Regions from separate parts of the Oryctolagus cuniculus genome. Here region 1 is linked to region 2. The links are chromatin contacts, called in public Micro-C maps. All regions are on one chromosome and are shown on one strand. The core of a region is the stretch at or near the end of the contact, and the rest is flanking DNA. Distances in the headings are between cores, read along the strand shown.

The links. Hi-C and Micro-C count contacts between places; a contact is called where the count stands out from the background.
Region 1: a Micro-C map of ear pinna shows a contact between it and region 2, with 5 times the contacts expected there. The contact joins the promoter of MMADHC here to the promoter of RND3 in region 2. A contact is called at or near these places in 5 of 6 Hi-C or Micro-C datasets (ear pinna, embryonic fibroblasts, liver and 2 more).

What each region holds. Positions count from the first base shown.
Region 1 is chr3:92,554,767-92,557,677 of mOryCun1.1, forward strand. MMADHC (metabolism of cobalamin associated D) reads left to right here and starts at 1,252. Exons shown (of 8, transcript XM_002712155.5): 1 at 1,252-1,386; 2 at 1,846-1,904. The coding sequence starts at 1,896. All of the region lies in intron 1 of LOC138848997 (a long non-coding RNA gene), which reads left to right. LOC103348757 (a long non-coding RNA gene) reads right to left here and starts at 1,334. Exons shown (of 3, transcript XR_007920401.2): 1 at 1,194-1,334.
Region 2 is chr3:91,564,610-91,567,309 of mOryCun1.1, forward strand. It overlaps RND3 (Rho family GTPase 3), which reads left to right and starts at 1,406. Exons shown (of 5, transcript XM_002712156.5): 1 at 1,406-1,938; 2 at 2,395-2,482. The coding sequence starts at 1,789.

The DNA.
Region 1 (2,911 bases), core at 2-2,501, 990 kb after region 2:
CATAGTCAAAGTGGAAATAATTTTATTTTATGTCACTTATGTTTGCAATGTAAAGGCCCCAAATGACCAATTTCTTTGGAGCTTTTCTGCAAATTCCATTCCTGAAGGACCTGACATCCAGATTTTGATAAGAGACCAACAAAGAAAAAGAGCTCCTCTCTTCCTTTTCTTGCTGTGTATCTGATATTTTCTCTGAGAAAACACTCATTTCTCTCCCACCTCTCAGCTTGAGTATAATGACTTAGTCACTCACCAACTTTAGAACAATAAATCCTCAGCATTAAAAAGCACCAGTTTAAAAAAAAAAAGACAATTTGAGAAGAAGCATTTTTGCTTTCCATTCTATTTTGACAAGCTAATTTCTAGGATGGAAAGGAAAAGAGGAAATAAATGTGCACCATGCGGAGTGTTGGGCAGCGACAATTTTCTGAGAGGGCCTTTGAGATGTCAAATGATACTGACACAAACAAAAGAATACGTAAATGAGGAAAACAGCCAACTCTCTCATGCAGAGGTGTTTCAAATCATTGTGAAGATACACTGCCCTCAGAAGAGGGTGAGCCTAACTTCCCACTCCTACAACTGGGAACGCACATGGACATCCTTCCAAAGGGTGTCACGGAACAGGCTGGGAGAAAGAGAAACTTCACAGTGCGGAAACTGAACAAGCACTAAGCGACGAAAGTTAGCACCAACAACGGTAAGCCAGTAGTGTTGTTATCATAATGATAAGTCTCTGATACGTTGTGCTGAGAGGGGCGCTGTATCTCCGCACTCAAAAATCCGCCACCTCAGTCCATCATGAGAAACAGGTCAGGTAAACCCGAGGGGAGGGACTTTTGACAAAATGCCTGAAGACGATGTTTCAAAACTGTAAAGATTACTGGGGGGTGTGGGGGAGGTCTGAAGAACTGTCACAGTTTAGAGTCCGTGGAGCCACGGCAAGTAAATGTGACAGGGAATTCAGGAAGGCTCCTGGAACAGAAATGACCATTAGCTCACAACCCAGGGTCCAGGTCAATGAAGTACGCGATTCTGACAGAAAAACAGGAAACTGCGCCTCCTGGAGGCAATCAGAAAAGTTTGCGGTGAGAGGAATTCTGAAAGGGGTTCAAGGAGTCAAGGAGCAAGCTCTGTAGCCCTCTCCACCCCACCTTTCCTCCTCCCACGTCGTCTGCCCGGGAGCATCCTACCGAAAGTCAGCGCCACGTAGGCCTACGTGACACGCGTGCGCATCACCGACTCGACGATCCTTCTCATCGATGCGCTCGAAAGTGACTAGTTTAGCCTGGCCGCTGCCGGCGTAGTCGCTGCTGTCGCTGTATTCGCCGCCGCCATTTCCACGGCGGGAAGAGTCTGGTTCTGGGGCAGGTGGAGGCGGCGGTGGTGAGTGGTGCGGCCGGCTTCCTCTCGCGTTAGCCTCTCCACATTCCCCTGCCTTCGGGCCAGAGCCCTGGGTATTGCCCCCATGCCTACGAGGCCCTAGTCGTCCTGTCACCCTACTTTTAGGCTCCCTTCTTTCTCACGCCCTCAGCTCGGTCCGAACAGCTGGGAGCTGTCGCCACACGACCCGGATCTGTGTTCAAACACTTGCTTCGGCCCTCAGGACTCCGGCCTGGCGGGTCCGAGTCCGAGGCGAGCCGCCGCCGCCGGGCGGGCGCTCTGCGCAGCCTCCTGAGGGCGGGGGACGGGTCCTGGCCACCTCCTCGTTGGGTCCGGGTTGAGCTCAGACTTTGGTCCTGCGGTGGGCGAGGCACACGGAGGAGGAAATCGTGGACCTTACCCGAGCCGCCCGTGTTAAGAGTTCAGTCTGTCACGAACCTGTTTTGTTTTGTCCTTTCCCAGGAGTAACTTTACAAACAGGGGAGCCTTTGCGTCTGCCTGCTCTGCCAGATATGGCCAATGTGAGTAAATAGTCCCTTAAAATCGGTCATCTGGTTTGGGAACTTCTTAGGAAAGGGAGGGATTATGATGGCGTTGGCGGGGTCATGTTCTACTGAAGGTTTCAAAAATGCCAGGATAGCAAGAAGTGTGAAATCCTTGTTATGTTTGGAGGTAACTTGAGCACATTCTTTTAAATGCGTGTGCACTTCTCTAATTTCAGGTTTATATAGAAACTCAGTGCAAGTACCCCTTCCATATTTTTTAAAGACATTGTTTCAGTAGATTAGAATATTTAAGCCCCTTTTTCTCTGTAGCAGTTTCAGTATAAGAAATGACCTTTCAGATTCCACAAAATGAGAGCAAGAGCACATACTATTCATGTGAGTGAAAGATCCTGCCGTAGGCGTTCATGTAATAAGGGCACATGAAACATAGGAAAACAGGTGTAGAAAGAGTACAGTCGTGCCATTTACAAAGCTTTGAAAAAGTAAAAAGCAGATTCAGAGCTTTGTGGAGAGGGGATAGCAGGGAGTTGGGATCATTTAGTGGTCAGAGCTTTTAACTTGAGTTTTGAAAATGGATGGCACTTGAGAGAGTGAAGGTGTAGGTGAGGAAACTAGGGGGCATATTTAGAGAACGCGCTTCAAATATTAAGAAGTCATTCTGCCTTCTCAAATAAAAGATGTGTGAAAACGATTAATGGAAAGGGAAGGTTGGATTGTGAAGTGGGGACAAACTAATACCTTTGAGTGCTAGACTCGGTAATTTAAGGTTTATTCTTTAAGTTATGATTTGTGTTAGGAACATTAATATGTGCCAACAGTTAGCCGGTTTGCTACTCTAGCAATTGAAGGTGATATATTAAATAAAGCCTAAAGGTATAACTGTCCAGAAATAAACAGGAACCATCAGTCTGAACTAGTTTTTAAGGTAAATTTTTGTCGAACAGTAACCTGCACAGAAAGGGAATGTTGTTTAAAAAGAAAAAAAATTATATGGTGCTTTCAAGGAAGGGAAATTAATTGAA
Region 2 (2,700 bases), core at 156-2,655:
TTATGTCACTCTTCATTGTGCATTTTCACAGTGTGAACTTCCTGTTTTTTTTTTTTTTTTAATGTTTTTCTTTTTACCTCACCTTCTTCCCATTTGCAAGCCTAGAAGTGTCCATAGAGGGATGTATCAATTATTTTTGGTCAATATCCTCAGTATAATTTTTTAAATAACATTTATTGATTTATTTACTTTAAGACAGAGTGACAGAGAAAGGAGAGATATCTTCCATCCTCCATTGTTTCACTCCTTAAATGCCTGTGACAGCAAGGACTGGGCCAGGAACAAGGCATGAACCTGGGACTCCATCTTGGTCTCCCATGTGGGTTGGCAGGGACCCAAATATTTGGGTCCTCATCTGCTGCCTCCTAGGCACATTAGCAGGAAGTCAGATTGAAAGTGCAGTGGGAATTTGTCCCAAATGCTCTGATATGGTATGTGAGCGCCCAAGCCGCAGCTTAACCCTTTGCTGCCACAATGCCTGCCTCTTCACGACAATTTAGTAATTGAAATTCCCTGACCATTTGGACTAAAGGAGATGAAGAAAAGAAGAATGACTTCTTATAGGAAAGTTGGCATAAGAAAAAGAAACATGTAGGCTCTTTCTGGTCCTTTGTAAGGCTCCTGTTCGGGGGAGGGAGCAGGAAAGGGCTGGGGGCATGGATCCACATGGTTGGGGGAAGGACAGACAGGTCGAGGGGGATTTTGCTAGCTGTCTTCAGCTGAGGATATTTGCCCCTTCAGAGTTCAGCCAGGAGTGCTTTCTTGTCCAGGGAGGGGGAGCCTAAGATAAAGGAGTTGAAAGGCAGTATTAAAACCCCCTTCCCCACCACCCCAGTATCCTCTCTGCAAGGGTAGGAGGACCAGTGGGAGGTGCAATTGGCCCAGTGTTGTGTGTTTGGGTCCCCAGTACAGTGCGTTGAGTTTGTCACTCTCAGCTATCTTTCACTTCTCTTCCCTTTCCCCTCCTACCTCCTCTAAACCTTCCTGCCTCCGCCTGAACGACTGAAAGGGACAAGTTTCAAACACCAGTCTCTTATTGTGAGGCGGGCAAGAAATAACCTGGCACGGCTATTGTTCTATAGCCTGTGTCCCTGATACAAACTTAAAAAAAAAAAAGGCAGAAAAAGAAAAAAACTTAACCCTTGCCCACCCAAGTATTTGCTTCCCATGCTTTCTAAGGATGCTTGGACTCGGCGGGAAATACGATGCGTGTTTTCACAAATGTTCCTGAGGGCGCTGCGGATCAGCCTCCGTGGAAACAATCTGAAAGGCATTCTAATACAAATCAATAGGCTCAGCTGCCCACCTCCTCCTGGCTTTATCCTGCCCCTACACCCCTCAGCAAGACGTCCTCGCTGCCTGCCCCAGCCTTGTTTGCAAAGAGGTCCCGCACCGTCACCCTAGAGGGCGCACTACTAACATTTTCCACAAGCAGCGCGCCGGCGCTCGCTCCCAGGCTCCATAAAAGGGGAGGAGGCGGATCGGTTTCCTTCTCCCATTGAGAAAGAAGGGGATTGGAAGGCCGGGCGTATAAAGCCGCGCAGAGAGCGTGAAACAAAGCAGTCGGATCGGAATTGGACTTGGGAGGCGCGGTGTGGAGTCAGGCATAAAACTTGTTGGAGGGGAGCAAGGAGCCTGCCCCTCTCGCTCTCCGTGGCTGCGCTGCGCTTCAGGGGCTCCCACTGGCCTTGCGATTTATTTTTATATCTGCCTTTTATATAAAGAGAAATATATATTTTTTCTTCTTAAGAGAAAATTTCTGTTCCAAGAGAAAATAAGGCAACATCAATGAAGGAGAGAAGAGCTAGCCAGAAATTATCTAGTAAATCTATCATGGATCCTAATCAGAACGTGAAATGCAAGATAGTAGTGGTGGGAGACAGCCAGTGTGGGAAAACCGCGCTGCTGCACGTCTTTGCCAAGGACTGCTTCCCCGAGGTGAGTGGCGCCGGTCCCCGGGACCCCGGTCTCCAGGCGGGCTTCCCTTCGCTTCTTCCCTCCGCGCGTTTTTCCCTTTGAAAGTCGTCTTCCTCGCCCCTTACTACTTAATCCTGGTGAGAGTGTTCGGAAAGGGAAAGTGCGCTGGAAGCGTTTAGGGTCCGGACGCGGCCGCACACGGGGCCGTTCGCTCCCGAAACTTGTTGGTTTCTGCGTGCCGGAGCTCCGGGTCGGAGCGTCTCTGAGAGCCGGGTGCGGCCAAGTGGGCAGTCGGGCAGGGGTCCGGGAAGCGTCCGCGCGTTGTAGTCTGATGTGTGCCAGGTGTTTTTATTTTTATTTTAAATTGGGGAGCGGGGAGTGATTTCCAGAGGGTGTTCAATGAGTGCCATGCGTTTGAAGGTAACCTCTTTGCCCTCTTTCCTACCATCTCTCTCTCTTTTTTTTTTTTTTGTTCAGAATTATGTGCCCACGGTGTTTGAGAATTACACAGCCAGTTTTGAAATCGACACACAAAGAATAGAGTTGAGCCTATGGGACACTTCTGGTAAGAGTCGCCAGACCGCGTGGCGCTTGGGGCGGGCTTCCAGCCGCTGGGGCGGGGTGGGGGTGCGCGGCGGGTCTCGGGGCCCCGCACGCCCTAAACCCGCTGCACCCGTCCGGTACCTTGGCCCCCTCCAAGGAGTTCCCACGGTCTCCGCTTTTTTGGGTGGGGGCGGGGGGCGACAGTGGGGAAAGGGTTGGCGGTGGGGACAGGAGGACGCT